2 separate regions of the Mus musculus genome follow, and region 1 is linked to region 2. Evidence: chromatin contacts called from public Hi-C data. All regions are on one chromosome and are shown on one strand. Each heading gives the region's core, a stretch centred on a gene start, on an enhancer-like site or on the middle of the called end of the contact. The rest is flanking DNA. Distances are from core to core; before and after follow the strand shown.

Evidence for each region. A called contact is a pair of places that touch in the nucleus more often than the background predicts.
Region 1: a contact with region 2 is called in a Hi-C map of the N1E-115 cell line, with 2.2 times the contacts expected there. The contact joins two enhancer-like sites. A contact is called at or near these places in 1 of 484 Hi-C or Micro-C datasets (the N1E-115 cell line) and 1 of 115 datasets of contacts at active chromatin or transcription factors (embryonic basal ganglia).

The regions. Positions count from the first base shown.
Region 1 is chr9:28,566,456-28,572,213 of GRCm38.p6, forward strand. The region is part of intron 2 of Opcml (opioid binding protein/cell adhesion molecule-like); the gene reads left to right. Among named protein-coding and RNA genes, the nearest start is that of Gm39313, 170 kb to the left of the region's middle. Within about 2 kb of position 3,121, at least 44 of the 459 cell types and tissues checked have an H3K27ac peak or open chromatin away from gene starts, as enhancers often do. A contact at or near this core is called in the N1E-115 cell line, where this site is marked.
Region 2 is chr9:28,437,733-28,443,593 of GRCm38.p6, forward strand. All of the region lies in intron 2 of Opcml (opioid binding protein/cell adhesion molecule-like), which reads left to right. Among named protein-coding and RNA genes, the nearest start is that of Gm39313, 44 kb to the left of the region's middle. Within about 2 kb of position 1,924, at least 26 of the 459 cell types and tissues checked have an H3K27ac peak or open chromatin away from gene starts, as enhancers often do. A contact at or near this core is called in the N1E-115 cell line, where this site is marked.

The sequences.
Region 1 (5,758 bases), core at 1,871-4,370, 130 kb after region 2:
CACTCCCATGCCTAAGGCTCAGGGATCATTGTGGAAAAGGGGGTAGAAAGGTTGTAAGAACCAGACGAACAGGGGGTTTTCTATGAGACTGGGTCTCCTAGGAGTGTCAGAAGCTAAATGCATAAAGTCTCACCAACAAGACAGCCTAAAATGAGTTGAACAAGGACAACAATAGACACACTGACATGGATGTGACAAAAATGCTTGGATGATTCAACCCGACACAAAGAACTACAGATAACTAAAGACTGCTGAGAAAGGCAAAATGTTCTTCTCCAGGGAAGAGGCCACCAATACATTTGGGTATCCAATACAAAATGGTCAGCCCTGAGAACATACGTACAAGTATGTTTATATAGGCTGTTCAGGATGTACTTAAGTATTTAGAAACATACATATAAACTGTTAATGAAAAAAGAGGTCGTGGATTTGAGAGTAGAGTACATGGGAAGTTTGGAGGGTAAATGATATACTTCTATTATAATCTCAGAAAATAACAAGGAATATGTTTTGTAAAGGACTTCCTAGTTCCTTGCTGCATGTGGCTGTAGTTCCTTGCTTATGGCTGCTATGCACACTGCCATGGAGATACATAAACAAGTCTTATATGAAGCACCAGAGTCTTTAGAGAAACAGGGCAGTGATGAAAGACATAAGGGTTATGTCCTGTTTTCCTTTCTTGATTCTTTAGGAAAATACCCTGGCAAAAGCAATTTCAGGGAAAATGGGTTTGTTTGAACTTTTGGTTCAAGGTACAGTCCGTGGCGATGGGGAAATCCAGGCAAAAGGAGCTTGAAGAAATTGTCTCCCTCACACCCATACTCAGCAAACAAAGAGAAAATGAATGGAGGCTCATCTACCTTTCTCCATTTTATACAGACCAGAATTTCCTGCCCAGAGAATGACCCTGCCTATAATTAATATGGGTTTACCCTGTCAATTAACATAATCAAGATAATTTTCTACAAGCATGCCCAGAGGCCCTCTTCCCAGGTGATTCTAGACTCTGTCCAGTTAGCAATTAACCCTAAATATCACAGACACAAGATATTAACAGTGGGAGAACAGCACAGAAAAGGGGACCAGTTTATCTTACCTGCTAGCTGGACATGGTGACACACACCTGTGACCCAGCACCTACAGAGTGGAGACAGGAGACTGACAGTTTTGAATGTCATTCAAATGAATTTTAGAAACCATAACTCAAAAAGAAAACGAAATCTGCTTCTTGGAAATAGTCGTCTTGTTAGTTGAAATTATTATCTAATGCATTTTTCATAGAGAGCCCCTCTTTCAAACTTTGAGGTTATATATAGATGGGGAGTTTAATCCCATTATAGAAGTAGAACACAAGGATCACCAACGCTTTGGCTGCGAGGGCCCAGCCTCAAGGGATCAGACGTTTTTAAGTGCCAAGCTCTAGATCTCAAGCTCAATGTCCTACCTCATCATCTGTTTGTTGCAGTGCCTATTGTTGTGGGCCAGGGCTTGTGTGATAAGCGGAACAACCTGTAGTCTATGTACTGTATCTTGAGCGGTAGGTCAGTGCTTACCAGCTATGTAGCTATGTTGCTTACTGCATTAGTAAAAAGTAATAGAGTTAAGAAGTGGGGCTTCTTACAGTGCTTGGATGAGATCAGCAGGATAAGCTGAGTGGGCTGCATATTTTGAACTTCCCAAAGATGCATTTGTATGAGATAACATTATAGGAGAGTGGTCCTTACCCTTCCCAATGCTGCAACCCCTTCCTACAGTTTCTGATGTTGTGGGGACCCCCAACTATAAAATTACTTTTGTTGCTATGCCATAGCAATAACTTTGCTACTGTTATGAAACATAGTGCTAGTATCTTTGGAGATAGGATTTGCCAGAGGGGTTGTGATCCGCAAGTAGAGAACCACTGTTTTAAGGAGGATCTTTGTTAGCTTGGGCCCTGGAGAAACTTAATGTTTGAGTTAAAGCCTATTTAAAATGGGCCACATTATAGGTAAAATGGGACAGCATGATACAATATCTACACAGGCAGGCTGTATTGTAGGATGAGATCATTGAACGTCAAATCTTTCCAGTTCCACAAGGACCGGGGATTAGTGAGAGCCACTAAGGACAGTCTTCTCTTCCTCTGTATTCCCAGGAGTCAAATAACATGTGTGTGGCAAGAATCTGTTTATTCAGAACGACTATGGAATCGACAGAATTATTTCTAAATACGTTTAAGCCCAGTGGACTCCCTTAAACCTGTTGTGACACAGTCACAGCCACGAGAAAGGAAGAGGGGACACAAAAATTAAAGAGATAGAAGAAACAGAGAGCTTTCAGAAGAGTTCACAGACAATGGCTGAGCATGTACCACCCAAGGAGAGAGGATCAAAGTGAGTTCCCTGTGAATCAGGCTCCAAGTTTGATTTTCAATCGTGAAGAAAGTTCTAGAATGTGGGTGCAGAGCAGTTTCTACATAGAGCGGGCTCACCAATGTGAAGGTTAATTATGAGGCAAGAAGATGCCCCCATGAGGTGAGGTTTTCTGTGGCTGCTTTTTGTTGGCATCTCCAGGAGAGTGCGAGTACAGAAGAGGCCCTTTGATAGCCACGTTGGCAGCCGTCGACTCTCCCTGTGGTCCAGCAGGTTAATGTACCACTGCCAGCCCTCCAGAGTGAGGCAATCAGAAGCACGGCTTGATAGAAATAAAATGCAGTGTGGGGCTGAGAAGGGAAGTCTGCAGTTGGTAGCTCAGCTCCTGGCAAAACCCTCCTCCAATCAAGGCTTCCCTGGAAGGCAGTATTAGCAGAGTGGCTTAGGGGCACCTGTGATGCTTAGATTAATCTCGCCTTTTTGTTTTCTTTCCGGTCTATCTGGGCACCGCTGAGTGCAAGAATTTATGTTGGCTTCCTTCCTAGAAGGGAGCTACAGGCTGCAGAAAGAGGAAGTGTCATCATATGTCACCTCTCCCAGTGTCTCTGTGGCTGTCAGTCTGTCGCTCTGCCCCTCCTTGCCCATCAGCTCTCCTTTTTACATTCTCCTGTGATGTGATGCTGTGTCTCCCAACAGAGCAATGGTAACAGCACTGATACCCCACCCACAAAGGCGCTTTCTTCTCTTCTGGTATGTCAGCTCAGGCTTTCTAGAGGGAAATTAAGTGACTGGAAGGAAAGGGAACTGGGGCTTTGATCAGATGTCACTGTGGGGCCAAAGCTGCTTCCCACCCTTTGCAGACATCTGTAGCAAGTTATCTAATGTCATGGGGACTATCTTTAGGGGCTATTTTTGAAATGTTAAACAACCACTATCCCACAGTGCCTTGCAGCATTTGATTTAAGCAGTAGAGTCATTTTCTGAAAAATAAAAACCTCAGTGTAATGAACTAGTGGATGGACTCCTACTGTTTAGGAATAGAAAGGCTAAAGAAGTTTACAGTCGGTACTCCTCACTTGGGGACCACAGCACACACACCATCCTGGGGGGTGGGGTAACAGGGATCACCTACCCCATATGCATAACCTTCTCGGTGGGTGAGTGGGTGGGTGTGTAGGTGGGATAGCAGATGTTGCCTAGCCCCAGAAGTTTTTCCATTGGAAGTCAAAGGCTGGATTTTCTAAATTGTTGGAGTGGCTCTTTCCCAGCACATATCTGACTATTAATCACCATGGCATGCTGAACAGCACTTGTGACTTTTTTTCATGTTCTTTCCAGACTGGTTGCAATTAGGTTATGCTTTTAGATCTTAGAGCTTTGATAATAAGGTTCTTAGTATTCTGGAGAAGGGCTTAGGCGAAAATAGTGCTTGCTAGTAATTTCTTCCTATTTTTGCTGGGTCCAGTGGCAGAGGAGTGAATTCGGGGTAGTATCTTATTTCCCCCAGTATGCCAATGCCTAGCAAAACAGCAAAGGCCTTTCAGACCTAAGAATCAGTATCCTAGAAAATGCCATCTACCCTTGAATGGAACGCTGGCATGCCAAGGAGAGGTCTGGGCATAGAGGTGGGGTGGGGGGGTGGGTGGAATACAGAAGCAGAGATCCTATTCCTGTCCTCTATTCTGGCTGCTTCCACATTCCGCTGAGCTGAGCCCAGCCATGCTCCATTTATAAGAAGCAGCGTGCTAGTGTCTATCTCATGTGCTGTTAAATAGATGTGAGATGTCACCCCTATTTATTATTACAGCAGAAAACTCTTGCCTGAAGAGTCACCTTGATGAGACATGGGTTCTGGTGAAGAATCACAACCTGAAAGCTAGAGAAGCATAAAATAGAGCTTGGAGTTGAGACACTGCGAGTTTTCATTGACTTTTTATGTGGCCTTTTGGAGAATTAGATTTCCATTTTGTTATTGTTAATTGATGGAGTTTCGCAGATTTACTGGGAAATAGGGCATAGGCAGAAAATGTAGTCTATGTGAAAGGTCTCACACAAACTTTTACAGGGATGAGAGTGTTCAGAGGAAGACAATGGGATTAATTGCACCTCCTCTGTTTCTCACTGGTGCCTTTTTATGGCTCCAGAGCCAGTAATAAGAACCATTGGTACATTAAACTGCATTTTTCTTGTTGAATTATGGACTAATTGATTTATTACAGACGTGGCCTTTCCACTTTCTGTTTCTGAGCATCCTGCGATGAGGCTTGTTACCTTCTTGGCCCTATTTATGCTTCCCCATCGTGCAAGGAACTGGAAACTTAGCACTCAGCAGATGGGGGGAGATGCGTTCTGTAGATATCAAAGCTTTGTTGGTTAAGTGCCACTCTCTTCTGAGATGGATATCTCCCAAGACCCTGATAGTTTTGAAATATGCTCTAAATAACCTCTTTTTCCATGTCAACACAGGGATCAGTGGAGAAAGGTTATTTTCAGTTGCCTTCAAGGTTAAAGTTGGTTACTCTTCCAGATGGCAATTCTCTGGTTCTTGGGATTATGATACTGAGCCTCCCTGTGATCAGGACTCCTTGTACCAAGGATATCAAGAAGTGGCAGCTAGCCACAATGAAGACATGTAGAGATTAAAGGGTTAAGTCTAGACATATTGTCTATCACAATCCTGCTATGGTAACTCTAGGAAAAACAAGTTCACTGTCAGGAAGTCTCATCATCTCCATTTCCTGTTGCATCGGTCATTCATCTCCTAAGTCCTTCTATCCTCTTCTTCTCTGTGTGTCTTTCCTTGTTATTGTCATTTCCACAGACTTATTTATGTAGTGGCAGACCCTACTTGAGCTGCCACAGGGTATAGTAATTTCCTTGGAACTGCTTTCAAAATGGCCACATTGGCAACTGGTACAAGAGAACCTGGCTTAAAATGAAAAGAGTGAGCTCTCTGCATTAGCTTAATGTTAGAACCTGCAGCTTTGTGAGCTCAAGCTCAGCTCCCCTTGCAGGAAAGCAGGCGTGGCTTGTCATTTCTGAGGGTGGGGCAAACAGGCAAATGGAACCCCAGCCGTACTTTGACTGCTAAATCAAGGTCATGTGCTTGCTCAGTGTTGGATACACACATAGTGCACATGCTGGTGTTTTCATTAATTTTCCAATCCCAGTTACACATTGAGGATTTATATTTCAAATTCACACTTTTTAACACCCACAGGAAAGATCTTGAGGTGCAGCAGGCAGTGATTTTGTTTGTATGTGTTTGTCTGTTTTGGTTTGCATTTAACATTTGGAAGGTGGATTCCACTATGAGAGAGGAAGCCTGTGGTAAAGGAAATGTATTTCTCTTGGGTTTCTGGGGATCTAGCATTAAATGGTCATACATTGTGACTCTAATCAAAAAC
Region 2 (5,861 bases), core at 674-3,173:
AGCCCTAGGAATTGTTCTCCATATGCACACCATGACATGTGTACCATGCACATAAAATAAATAAATGTAATACAACTTTTAAAAGATGCATATACAGTACAGTTTTCCAAAATTATTTAAGTTCTCTTATCAACATTTTCACAAAAATACAAGTTTTGATAACCATGATGATTATGATGAAGTTAATTACATATTATACTTCTTTGTGCTTAAAACCAAAATGTAGGAAGGAATTCATTCCATTCTAGTGAGTTATGAATACTTGCTCAAATAGAAGATTTTCATTTTCATCTAAAACTATCTTGGTCACCTACTGAGTTTATAGCATAATATGCTATATAAATATTTTTCTTATGATATTTTACCATCATGATTTCTAGTTTCATGAAAGATAAGGTCAGAATTTTAATATGAGATCTGAGAGCCCTGCAGTCTTAGCTGTTTATTTGTCTTCCTGTTGTTTCCTTATTGGATTTTTGGAGACCTTTATTTCTTATATATGAAAAAGAAGACCCAGTGTTAGCCTTGGCTGTGAACAGATTCCTGGTGATTTCATGTGTTGAGATGACCCAAGATCGAACCAATGTCTCAACTAGTTACGATCTTTTAAGGTGATTAAGGCCCACCCCTCCATTTACTATTCCCAAAAGAGGAACAAAGGCACTGTCCCCAGATGCTTTCATTTCTATACCATGCTGTGTGGTCCTGGGTAAGGGTCAGGCATCCCCACTCTTAACAGTTCCTTGCTCAAGAAGTCTATATACTTTTAAGTATTTTAATTAGTTGGAGTTAAGTGGCGCACGTTTGGCCATGTTTAGCTATTCAGAAAGAAGGGGGCTTTCTCCAATCATTCATTGAGCCATATTATACTATTATCAGTATGATATATAGTAGTGTCATGGCTAAAGAGGCCACTGTATGAAAACCAAGGCAAAGAACCCAGCATGCTCTTCTGCAAGTGATGCTGAGACTCCTCACACAATTTCGTGAGTAGTGTCTTTTTGATACCTGTCTTCTGCACCAAGTATGTCCTTTGGTATTTGTGTTTGACATTTTTGCCCAACATATTAATTCATTTCCCCCCCCAAGGAGAGTAACAGAATTAGCCATGAAAACTCTCCTTGGGGGCATCTTGAGGAATATGTGAAGGGACAAGGCATTCTGCCAGGTTTGGTATCATTGGGAGGTAAGGGATTCCAACGTGCTCTGCCTGGCTCTGTCGACATCTCTCAGTGTTCATTTGCAAGGTCACTCTGACAGAACTGGTGACTCACTAAAAAACTGGGATACGTATTTGTTGCTGAAATGACTGATTTCCAGGTGTGCAAGAAGTCAGAATGATCCTGTAATTTTCCAATAGGCCATGGTGGTGATTGAGCAAGGAGTGGTGAACGGGAATGGAAATGTTATATGAGTAGACAGACAGTCCAGTAAGGCCCGTAGAGGGCCAAGGGGAGAAAGCACTGAATAGCTACGGTATGAAATAGCTAATATCAGCTAAGCTCTAAGACACATATTTCTAGCTTTACCCTGTAGGCATTCTCCATCATCTTTTCTGCTATTAGAGGTCAAGATGCCCTCATTCCATTTGTCTCTGATCTTTGTCCACTTACTGCTGTTGGGTGGTTGGTGCCTGGAAGCTGCAGCAGACATGGGGTGTGTGTGTGTGGCAATTCTAGGAGATAGACTACATAGAACAAGTCAGTTGTAAATGTAACACTTGGGTTCTAGTGAGCTCCACCACAATGAAAATAAGCCTTGCCTCTTTGGTGTGTGGGTATTTCTACTTAAACCTATTGCCAAAATAGCACCTGGCCCTTGCTTCACAGACAGGCTGGCAACAGGAAGCCATGTGATCACAAATAATGTCTTACTCAGTGGGAGGTACTTCCCTGAGGATATGCAGCCAGAGAATGACCAAGAGTCTGATTGAGAAGAAGAAAGTGATGTCATTGCTCCCACACTAGAGATGTGGTTCCAGCATAGGCGTGCACCCTTTCCACCCATCCTGATATGCAGATTTTGGAATTTCTGAGTTTTATTTTTTTTTAATAGCCCTGCATTTCAGCTCTAGTGCTGGCAGTGTAGATTTGAGACTCTGGGCCGTGTAATTAACTTCACATCTGAAAAGTCACTGCTTTTTCAGAGCAGTGGGTCCTGCCATTGCTTCGGGCTGTTCAGGGGCCACGACTGTTCACATGGGGCAATAACTGCCAGGGAAGGAGTGCCAAGGCTCCTACTGACCCCTTAGAACCACTGCCAGTTCCATAGCTTGTGGACTCCATGTGAGGAGGCTGAGACTTACCTTTGTCTTGGTTGCTTTAATTGCAGTGAAAGGAGCTCATTGAAGGCAGCCAGAGGAGGAGGGGCTTAGGTCCCGGTATTTCAGGGGCAGGCAGGCTTTCTATTTTCAGTGTGACTCTCCCAATGGAAATCTCTTCCTCCCTTGCTCACTCCCTGTCTGCTGAATAAAAATTCTCCACACAGTGATGGTTAAAAACATCAATTAACTCTAAAACAATTATTATTTTTTGAAATGCCATTTTATAAATGTAATAACACGACACAATAATCCAGGGTTATTTAACAGAGCATTTACCCTGAAAACAGTCATTACTCTTTAAATGCAGTAGACTCTAGAAGCCTCTTAACATTAAATGGCAAGTGAGGCAGAAGCAATATTGTCAGAAATGCCACATCTGCTGCATTCATTAGCAGGGGAGGCTGGCGCTTGCCTTGCCCACCCGATGCCATTTTCTTGGCATTTCTTGGACCCCACAGCTTTCCTGTTTGGAGTGACATTGTCCAGCACTGATATGACAGCTGACAATGGAATGAAATGCCCAGAGAAGCATCTCCTCTGGTGTTGCCACCCTGGCACTTTGCCCAGGGAGGTCTGAAAGCTGATTTTTCTGGTCAATTGGGAGGTGCTCCTTCCAGGCTGGCTTCTTCTTTATGCCATTGGGTCTCCTCCACTGGGGCTGTAGGTGTGTGGTCACCATTCTATCCCCTTACCATTAGGCTGCACTGACATTTCTTGCCTGACATTCCTTTCATAAGACATGACGTGATTCATCTTTGTGTGGTTGTTACTGAACTCAAACGTTTCTGGTCTTGGACACACAGAAAATATAAGAGTGTTCTGTCTCTGCGTATGTGTGTCAGAGAAAGGGCTTTTTCTGAAATGACTAACAGATGGTCAACCTACCCTCGCATAAACAAAGTGCAGATATGTGCAGTATGGGAAGGCATGGACCTCAGCATAGGATGCCCTTCATGTGACTGTTCATATTGAGAAACTGTCCCAAGGCATTGTCTGAAGTCTCCCCTGTAATGTTGCCATGTGAATTCAGCAGCTGTCCTGCAGAAACATCTATCTCTGAGGCCCCCTCAGCTTTCTAAAGAACAGCAACTAAGCAACAACGGCAGAATTGGACAGAGCACCTAGAAGTGCTTAGGAACTAATGTAATGTGGTCCTGTGGGTTAGGTCCCTACACTGCTCCTTTGGCTTCACATATCAAATGTAGGTTCTGGGGCGGAGCATCCACGGCTGTGATCCCTGAAGGCAGTATCTAGGGAACCCCTTGAGACTCTAGTCTAATAGACCTTTTTATATCCACTTATTAATAAATGTGGAGAATCAGAGCAATTCCACTATATTTACAAATCAATTCAGTTTTAAACTTGGTCTTTCATATTAAGCATCGTCCTTCTTCAGGTTTACAATAGCAACAACCAAAACCCAGGTTGCGGAGAATTAGTGAGACTGTGGTCATTTCGAGCTTCTATCTGAGTACCCAGGATTCTTTAGGATATTTACCTGAATAGCCCAAGAGATGCCTATTGAAGAGTCTCAAAAGCTGCAGGGAAAAAAAAAAACATAAAGAGAAGGTTGAAAAGCTCAGACTATTTGAGCAAGAATGAAACTTAGAATTCAAAGGCATTGTATTTAAATAATAATAAAAAACTATAATTAGTATTTCTATAGGCACCCAGAGAAACTGAGTGACTTGTCTATGGTGAGATAGCTAATTAGTGGGAGGCAGAACCTAAATATGGGAATTTTAACTTCTAGTTCTGCTTTGGGGTGGTAGGATGGGAGAAAGATCTTTGTCACTTTTGTTTCTTGAGAAAAGAGGGTTAGTTGACATCTTTGATTTTGTTTTCATGACCGATTTCATGAATCCTCTATTTACTACACAGGCTAAATATAATGGAGTGGACCCCATCCCCTTTCTAAATACCTTAGTCTAGTCCTACAGTGGTTTGCTCTGTCCCCTAGAGTTATGCAATGCTACTGCTTGGTAGCCATCAGCTTCATTTGGAAGTAGTAATTCCTGGTACTAAAACAACTAATTTCTGCAGACAAAGCCACAAAATAGCCTCTGTGAGCATGATTTCTGGAGTTCATTTTTCCCTAAAAGTTATACTGGTACCTTCACCATCACAGCTCTGCCTCAGGCCAGCACATCCTCTAGGTGGAGGATGATTGAATTAAGACAAGGATCTCAAATGCATGGCCATTGCTATCAACAGTGGAGATGATGGTGTGTGTGTGTGTGTGTGTGTGTGTGTGTGTGTGTGTGTGTGTGTGCAAGTTGTCTAGTCAACCAGACCTAGAACATGCTCAAGGCAGGAGAATGTCTAGGGAGCTCACATTGGTGGAGTCACATTTACAAGGAGTTAAATATTTATTTTTATTATTGGTATCTTATGTGTGGTGCCTACATGTATGTAAATTCACCCCTTGCTTACCCGTAACCCTCAGAACCCAGAAGAAGGCATTGGATCCCCTCAGTTGTACATGGTTGCGAGCTGCTCTGTGTGATCTGGGACCATGTCTGTGTCCTCAGCAAGAACAGCAAATAATATCAACTGCTGAACCATCTCTCCTCAAGAAATTAAATGTCTTAAGGCAGACAAAGCACCAGGGAGAGAAAAAATTACATAATAAGAATAACATAACAGCATAAGGAGCTTCCTATAAGCATAAAAAACCTACAGAAAGCTAGAGGATGTGGGGTAGCTTATATTGGTTTAAGTGTTGGGATGGACTAAATAAAAATATAGAGAGGTAATACTACAAAAAGAGCTACTTGTGCTCTTGTTGGGAGCTTTTAATAAAAGGAAGCAGTTAACAGTCTCTGAAACAGACAGGAACCACACTCTCTAGGAAGTATTAGAAGGGCGAGAGTTATAAGCAGAAAAATCTAGCCCTGTGGAGGTCATTGCGGTATTCTAGACAAGTGTTAGCAGTTGAAATAGGAATGATTGCTCCAAGGGGCACACATTTTTGATTCATCCTTTACTGAGTTGTTGGCATAGCGGCTGCCTCAGTAAATGTGACTGCCTTGTGGATTTTGCTTCAGTCCTCCTCAACTCCCTGTTGTTTTACACCCAGCCATTCTCCCTTTGATCCCTGTAGTCATTTGGGCTTCAACCAAGGACTTACAAGTAAGGTAGAGAAGAAAGACACCATCGGCAACTCCAAGGCATTATTTATAAAAGGGGCAGCGTGCTCTGTTCTGTTTTTAGACTTCTCCCAAGTTTCCTCAGCCTTATAGCAAGGGCGCTGGCCTCTTTTCCTCAAGGCTATACATCAACCAGCTGCTTCCTGTGAGCGATTCTGAATGGTAAATGAGCCTAATGGAAGAATGCTTCATTCCTTAGTAATGTGTTGCCCACCCCACAATCAGCATCAGCTAAAGACTTGCCTCCCCCATAGCATATACCCCCCCCCCCAGAAAAGCTGACTCTGCTAGGAAGCCCTTTAGGAGATGTACTTGGGGGAACAAGGGCCCCTTAGGGCTGACTGTTCACGGAGCCCTGAAGATAAAACAAAATAGCTTTATTTAAAGAT